Regions from separate parts of the Callithrix jacchus genome. Here region 2 is linked to region 1. Evidence: chromatin contacts called from public Hi-C data. All regions are on one chromosome and are shown on one strand. Each heading gives the region's core, a stretch centred on a gene start, on an enhancer-like site or on the middle of the called end of the contact. The rest is flanking DNA. Distances are from core to core; before and after follow the strand shown.

Region 1 (4,339 bases), core at 1,328-3,827:
GCCGGGCAGGGCAGCGGCAGGAGTGATATTTCAGCGGTGACCACCAGGTGGCGGTGCAGCCTCAGCCTAGGAGCCCGACAGAGCCCAAAGGTTCCACGGTTACTCCCCTTCTCGCCAGCCTGGGACCTACCGGAGTCCCACTCCAGTGGACGCACTTGTGAAAATGCAGATTCCAGGGCTCAAGGACTGACACTGTAGGTCTGGGATGGGAACAAGGAATCTGCCTATTTGCACCCTTCTGCGTTGATTCCGGAAGATTCTCAGACCTGGGGTAATGTCTGTCCCAGGCCACGTGCTGACCTCCCAGCAAATGTAGCTGAGGAGGCGTCAGCAGGGGTCGGCTGTGGGTCCCTCTGTGGCCTTGGTTGCCTCCCTCTGGGACGCAGGGAGGGGCGGGAAGTATCGATGGTTCCACCTGGCCTGACCACCCTGGGCCCCCATAGCTTCCACCCTCAGGAAGAGTAGCAGAGAGCCGTTGGGGTATCTTCATAAATGCTTTCTCACGGAGCTAGGGGACCTGAGTCTGAATCCAGCTCTATCTCCATCTTCCTGTGCGACCTGGGGCCTGGCAGGCTGGGGGTGGGCTCAAAACTGTCTGCAAAATAGACAACAGAAAACTCGGCAGTTACTGAAGGGGTGGGTAGCTTCCTCTGACACGTCCATCCTGCCCAGAGCTCACAGCTGAAGGGGCTGGAGCCAGGATTTGAATCCACGTATCTGATTTCAAAGACCACACTCTACTGCCTCCTGCCCTCCCAGATTTCCCACGACAGCCCCAGCTCGTGGAGTTTGTGAGGCCCTGGCCCTTGGTTTTGTGAAATTTGGTCACTGTGAGCTCCAAGACTGCTGACCTCTTCATTTTGGCCTCCTGGGAATCACCCAGTTTTAGCTCCCCACTTACCTCCAGCCTGTGAGGTTTTGGGAGGGAGGGAGCATAGACCCATGTCTAATACCAGAAATGGTCCCTGTAGCCAGCCATTTGTCCCAAGCTCATCTGGGGCTTCCATGCCTTCCAGCTGCCCTCCCTGGGCCCTCTGTGGGCTTCTGACTCTCCTGCTAAAAGCCCTGCCAGGCCCAGAGGACTGGCACATGGTGCCCATGTGCAGGAGGATACAAGGGTGCTCCTTGCCAGTGCCCACCCACAGCTCTCTGGGGCAGGCAGGAAGCATGTCTCTGGCAGAGGGCTGCTCTCTGGGCTCCCATAGGAGGTTAGAGACAGTGCCTAGGATGTGTCCAGGAAGCTGGACTTTGGGGGGCACTGACTGGCATGGCCATTGACCAATGAGAATGGAAGTCAGGCCCGAGCTGGACTAGGATCCTTATGTATGGAATGGTGGGAGGTACAAGGGCTCTGAGAGGTTGGGCTGGGGGGGATTTTCAACTGGCGTAGAAATATTTCACCATTTTATTAATAACTAGCATGGCTGGCTGGGTGAGTACTGAATGGCAGCCTGGTATATGTGCACATACATACAGGCACTCTCTCTCACATGCACACACTTGAGGCCCTGAAGCCCCCTGAATGCTCAGTCCATTCCCAGCTGGGAGGAACCCCAGCTCTTCTTCCCTGAGACTAAGCTTGCAGGTAGCCCGTGGTGAACAGGGAAAGCCAAGTGTCTTCCTGCCTGGCCTTCCCAGGCCGACACTGCAGAGCCCCTCTGCCACTGACCACTGTCCTGTCTCCCAGCAGAGCTGCCTCCAGCCTCTGCCCCAAGGTCTTCCAGTTGAGCAAGTCCCCCAGGCCAAGAGCAGCAGGGTGTAGGGGCACACTGGTGACACTGGAGGACCAGCCATCAGGCATCTCCTGGGCCAGCACTCCCATCACCTCCCCTCGCCTGCAGAGGGACAGAAACTCAAGTTACCGTGCTGCCTCAGGCCCAAGGTCTGGCTGTTCTTTGGGGTCTTTAGAGGCTGTAGGCTAAGGTTCGTTCATTCATTCATTCATTCATTCATTCATTCATTCATCCCAAGAATACTTAATGGGCACAGACTATTTGTGAAGCACAGTTGTAGAATCTTAGAAACAGCAGTGAATAAACACAAACCCCCTGCCCACATGGCACCTGCATTCTGATGAGTGTAGGGATGCTCGCACACAACTGATGCACCAGGACACGTGTGCGCACATACAGCACACACATGCACACCAGCACACCCTCCCACATGTACAGAGGTACATGCCAGAACATGCTGCCAACTGCTGACAGCACAATCTAAGCCGCGTGTTGCTGTGGGATCCCTGGGGCCCATCCAAGGCCCTATCCTGTGGAAGGAAGTAAAATGAACAGTGCGTGGAACAAACAGGAAAGTAGGGGGAAGGACTCATCGCTCAGCCCTGTCCCCTCTAGCCACAGTGCAGGAATCAGCCATTGCCCCAGCAATCCCCTTCCCAACTGAAATCAAATAGAATCAGAGCAGCTGCTTGCTGGAGGTTACAGGCTGCATGAGTTCACCTCTCTTAGTCTTATCTGGAAAATGGGTGCTCTCATTCCTCACTCCCAGTGCAGTTGTGGGAGCCAAATGCGGTCACGTACACAGTGAGCTCATTCCCCAAGCAGCCCATTCCAGGACTGGCCCCAGCTTCAAGTGGGATTTTCTGTCCACTGGGGATACCTTCCCTGAGCAGGAATGAGGCCTATGGGAGGACTTTGGACCTTGGTGCCTCTGATTGGCCCAAGGGACTGGGGCTGGGGCAGGTAAGAGCCTGTGCTCAGCCTCTTGCCTAGTGGGAAGGTGAGCGAGTAGGAGGGCCATTAGGGGACATTTGAGCTGTGAGCTCCAGGCCCCCAGCTGCCCCTCTGACATCATTTCCCCAGCACCTGCCTTCTGAGCCAGGGGAATGTCAGGTCCAGAGCCAAGCCCCTCTTTCCCAGTGACCTCAGATGCCTCAAGCGGTAGCCCCTGGGACAGGAGTGGGCTTCCTGCAGGATGCTGGGGGCAGAGGGGCGGCGGGCAGGAACAGCTGGGAGTGCAGAAGGACTGTGCGGAGGTGAGGAGTGGAGCGAGAGAGCTGGAGAGTCCCCAGCAGCCTCTTGGGCCACCGTGTGGGTGGGAGGGGATGCTGGTGGCAGCTGAAGGAGTGGAGGGCTCCATCTGCCCTTGCATCACACACCAGGGTGAGCCCGGCTTGGGGCTTCCAGGGTGACAGGGACCCTGTGATCCCAGCAGCCAGTCCTCTTGGTCCTGGTTCATAGAGGACTCAGGTGCTTGGGGTGGTGTCTGAATTCTTCCCAACGGGAAGCTGTTGAGGAACTCATTTGGTGGGTAGGTAGGGGTCTGGTAAAAATGGAAGGAGAGAGGCCTGTATTAATCCATTTTCATGCTGCTGATAAAGACATACCCAAAACTGAGCAGTTTACAAAGGAAAGAGGTTTAAGGGACTCACAGTCCCACGTGGCTGGGGAGGCCTCACAATCATGGAGAAAGGTGAAAGGCATGCCTCACATGGTGGCAGACAAGAGAAGAATGAGAGCCAAGCGAAAGCGGTTTCCCCTCATAAAACTATCAGATCTCCTGAGACGTATTCACTACCACGAGAACGGCATGGGAGAAACTGCCCCTCGATTCACTTACCTCCCACTGGGTCCCTCCCACAACACATGGGAATTACGAGAGTACAATTCAAGATGAGATTTGGGTGGGGACACAGAGCCAAACTATGTCAAGGCCCTTCCCCAGAGGGGCAGGCTCTAAACCCAAGGGAGCCCACAGAGGGGAGGAACAGACAGTGGGATTGAGAAGGATGCTGTGAGCAGGACCCCAGATAGGGGAGCTGGGAAGACGAACAGGGCTGATCCTTTGGGGTAAGGTGGGGCTCACAGCAGGCAAAGAGGCAGCTGGGCAGCAAGAGGAGAGTGCAGGCAGCCACCACCGAGGGCTGCGTCGTGGGCCCCAGCAGCCGCGGCACCCTGTCTGCTTCCCAATGATCATCACCCTGACACTCCAACAGTGTAGACACACTTGCTCCCCCCCAACCCCTTTACAGTGTGGAAACCAAAACTTGAAAACACTGAGCTATTTGCAATAGCCCTGATCTACTACACAATCCGGGAGTCATTCATGTCAGGTTCACAAATCCACCTTCAGGTCTAGAGCCAGTTACTGGAGAAACTGGGATTGGCCCCTGGGAACTGTGACTCTGTCCCTTCCAGCAGTTCTCAAGGCCATTGGGAATGAAGACCCCTGGTTCATAAAAAGAAGAGAGGGGTGGGCCTTTTCTAAGTAGGTGCAAGTTCTGTTAAACCCAACTTTTCCTCCATCAATCTATGCAATGAGGATTTATCGGGCACCCACTCTATGCCAGGCATTGTGGAAGAAATCAAGGCCCACCAAGATAATT
Region 2 (3,734 bases), core at 211-2,710, 100 kb after region 1:
AGTGGGGCCTGGGCCTCCTCACCTTCCTCAGGCAGCAGTATCTTGTTAGACTGTATTATTATTATTGTGGTTAAAGATACATTGTTAGAATTTAATAACACTTTTATTTTCATTGTATTTATTTTAATGGTTACTTTCTATTTATAGTAATGTGATGCTGGCCTTCCATTTATGGTAGCAATTTAACAGATCTTTTTAAAAACAAGCTCACTTAAGTAAATCCAAAAATGACAAAATAAGAGTTGATTTAGAGACGGCTATTCAGCAGATGTCCTTAGCTGGTGCACAGATAGGGCCGGGTTCTCCACGGAGGCTGGAGAGAGGGGGAGGTCCAGGAAACTGACTTGGAGCCGGAGTTACAGACCCAGCTGGTTGTCTGAGTGGTGCAGAGGATCTGCCCGCTCTTCCCCTACGCTCTGCCCATTACTGCCAAACCCCAGACCCTTAGAGGCTCTATCCCTTCCTCTGTCTGTCTCTGGTCTCCACTTCCCAAGCTCCAGCACCCTCACTGGGTTTCCCATTTTTCTTCTTTAAAGGTATGTGGGGCTGGTGTCCAAGGAGGCCGACACAGGGCCTCTCCCGGCAGCCTCCCCAAGTGCAGGGCCTGTGTGGTTCTCAGTGAGAGGGGTCAACCTCCACCCTCCATTCTGTTTTGGCAGCTGAAGGGTGAACACAGAGGCCTTCCTCTGGTCCTCCTCTTACAGAAACACCACCATTAGAGATTTCCTCCCCATGGGTCCCTTTAAAACCATGGATCCAGGACTTTTTCTTCCAGCAACCTGACTACTCTGAGTCCTGGAGAGTCCGTGAAGTTCTTGAAAGGACCAGACATCCCTAAAGTCCTTACAGGGATGTATCCGTTTCCTGGAATGTGGGCAAGGAAAGGCAGCCACTTCTGCTTCTCAAAACTCTGGCTGGTGGCTGGGTGAAGTGGCTACACCTATCATCCCAGCACTCTGGGAGGCTGAGGTGGGAGGATCACTTGAGGCCAGGAGTTGGAGACCAGCCTGGGGAACATGGTAAGACCCCAGCTCTACAAAAACACAAACATAAAAACAACAGAAAACATTAGCCAGGCATGATAGTGCATGCCTGCGGTCCCAGCTACTTGGGAGGCTGAGGTGGGAGGATTGGATTGCTTGAGCCCAGGAGGTGGAGGCTATCAGGGAGCTGTGCTTTCCCCCCTATACTCCAGCCTGGGCAACGGAGTGAGGCCTTGTCTAAAAAACAAAACAAAAACAAAAAGACACCCCAAAATCTGCCCTGTGGTCTCACCACCACCATTTATATACAAGACAGGAGCAGGGTCAACTCCTTCCTATCAGTCACTCCTTAGTGAGAATCAGTTGGCCAAGGGCCTCGTGCAGAGCTGGAGTGTGCTTGAATTCTAGGGCCCCTGGGGACGGGGTGTGGAAGCTTCAGTCTAGGACTCAAAACAGAGTTGCCAAGGGAAGAGGAGTGGGCAGCCGGAGCCCCGGTCGTCAAGGCAGTCACCGAGCACTTTCACCTGGGCTGTCGCCTGGGATCTGCTGGATTGTCCGTTTTGTCTGGGGCAGGCCGGGTAGCTGTTTTAACGGAAGCTCAGAGGTTCTAAGTCTCAGTGAAGTCAGGTCAGGGTCTGGGAGGGGGTGCAGCTGTGGCAGCAGTACAAAGAAAAGATAAGCTCCCCAGCCCACCAAGAACTTCAGCTGTGAGGTTGGAGACACAGATCTGGCCCCTAGCAATCAAGTCACTTGCATCTGACCTGCGTTCAGGCCCCTCTCTTATCTGCAAGTCAAAGGACGGTGAGTTCCCCAGGCTTTCCACAGGTACTCCGGGGGCAACGTGAAGCCCAGGAACGAGGTCCAGCCCGAGGATCCCACCTCAAGCCCAGCGGTCGGGCCCCGGGGGCAGCTGAAAGTTCCCCTGGAATAAACACCCCGGGTCCACCGTGCCCCTCCCCACTCCCGCGACGATCTTCCGAATTCAGACGCAGCGAGGGCGGGCGAGCAGAGCGGGAGGTGGTCGGGGGCGGAGGAAGGGGAGATGGGCAGAGGGCGGGCCCAGGGACCCCCAGACAGGGCGTGGACGCGGAGGCCGAGGCCGGCGGGAGGCGAGGGGCAGCCCGCGCAGGAGACTCGCGTCTCTGCGGCGGCGGCGGCGGGAGCGGGGAGGGGCGGAGGTTTGGGGAGGGGGAGGGAACGCGGGGGAGGGGAGGGACGGACGGCGGCGGAGGTGGGGCCGGCGGGCTGGCGGGCGTGCAGCTGCCGCCGGCGTCGCGGGGCTCCAGGCTGCGGGGCGGACGCAGCGCTGAGCGATCCACCGCGGAGCGGAGCGAGGCTGCCTGAGCCCCGGCGCCTGCCCCGGCCCCGGCCCCGAGCCCCGAGCGAAAGCTGCTGCCTCGCGCCTGCGGTCCCCGGACGCACCGCCACCTCTGGGAAGGCACCCGGCGCCGGGCAAGTTGCGAGCGCGCCCCTCCGCGGAGGAAAGTTTCCCCCCGGCCGCCGGCGGGAGTTGGTGCGGGGTCCGGCCGCCGCCGTTGGAAGGTAGGGGGCTCCGCACCTCTGCGCCTTCCCCACGCTGCCGCCGCGCCCCTGGGGATCTGGGGAGCCCCCGCGCTCCGGCTCGGGGGTGCTGCTGGACGCGGCGGGCGAGTGGGGTGGAGCGGGGGTCCCAGGACGGTCTCGGGAAGCCCAGCAGCCAAGTTCCACTCAAACTAGCACGCGGGGGCTGGAGGGGCCGGGGACGGGCTCGCCCGGTGCCGGCCCCGGGTCCGCCGAGGGCCGGGGCTGCGCCCAGGACAGGTGCAGAGCCGGTGGGCGCCCCACGCTCCTGGCGGGGGAGTAGGGGCTTCTGGAGAACGGCGCGGGGTGGCAGGTGTGGCTGCGAGGTTCGGGGTTTCGGCCAGGATTGCGCCCGGAAAGGGGCTGCGCGCCATGCCACCCGGTAGCAGGGCAGGGAGGGACCAGGGACCCGGAGCGGCGATCCGGGCCGGGAGGGCTGCGGGGACGGGCAGTGGCAAAGAGGGCGGGCCGCCTTTGGTGTCCCTGGCTGAGGGGCGGGGCGGTGGCGCCACGCGTTCCTCCAGGACGCCCCTTATTCCTTAGGCGTGTGCGGTTTGGGCAAGCGGAGATTCCGTGGGGTGCGGGGTGGATGGGAGGCTCGGGCACGTCCGGATTTAGAGGGGCAGTGGGAGCCGGTTGGGAGGGTGCTCGGCCCGGGTGGGATCGCGCCGGCTCCGGGTCCTGCTGGAACGAGGCGAGTGGGCTCCCGCCAGGGGGCGCCCTGCCCCGGCCCTCGCCCGCAGGAAGCGCGTCCTGGCTCCTGTGAGGAAACTGCGCCGACCTCCAGGACGCGGGGGCCCGCCCGGGGAGCCCGCCCTGCACTGGCCAGACGGGGGAGCAGGACCGAGGGTGAGGCGAAGGGTTCCCAGTTACACCTGCGCCGTGGGCTGGAAAGGCTGGGAGTCGGGATGTGAGTTTTCTTGGGGAGGCTGGCAGGGCAAGTGGATGAGTAAGACATTTGCCCCCCGGAAAAGACGTAAGAAACTGCAGCTGCGGATCGGTGCGGAGAGAGTGAGTTGGGGAATTAACTTTTTGAAGTTTCTTGGAGTTGCAGAAACCGAAACCCCAAAATGCTTGCACCCTTTTTGCAAAAGTTGCACCTTTGTTCCTTGGATCTGGCCTAATCCCTGTCTGGTAAAGGCAGGATGGGAGTCTTGGGGTATCCTCTCTCTGTGCCCAAGTAAACTGGGA

Evidence for each region. A called contact is a pair of places that touch in the nucleus more often than the background predicts.
Region 2: a Hi-C map of induced pluripotent stem cells shows a contact between it and region 1, with 3 times the contacts expected there. The contact joins the promoter of TSPAN18 here to the enhancer-like site in region 1. A contact is called at or near these places in 3 of 3 Hi-C or Micro-C datasets (induced pluripotent stem cells and skeletal muscle).

The regions. Positions count from the first base shown.
Region 1 is chr10:109,652,159-109,656,497 of calJac240_pri, forward strand. No RefSeq gene overlaps it. Among named protein-coding and RNA genes, the nearest start is that of CD82, 57 kb to the left of the region's middle. Within about 2 kb of position 2,578, at least 2 of the 16 cell types and tissues checked have an H3K27ac peak or open chromatin away from gene starts, as enhancers often do.
Region 2 is chr10:109,754,736-109,758,469 of calJac240_pri, forward strand. It overlaps TSPAN18 (tetraspanin 18), which reads left to right and starts at 1,461. Exons shown (of 10, transcript XM_035262412.3): 1 at 1,461-1,784. All of the region lies in intron 2 of LOC144578001 (a long non-coding RNA gene), which reads right to left.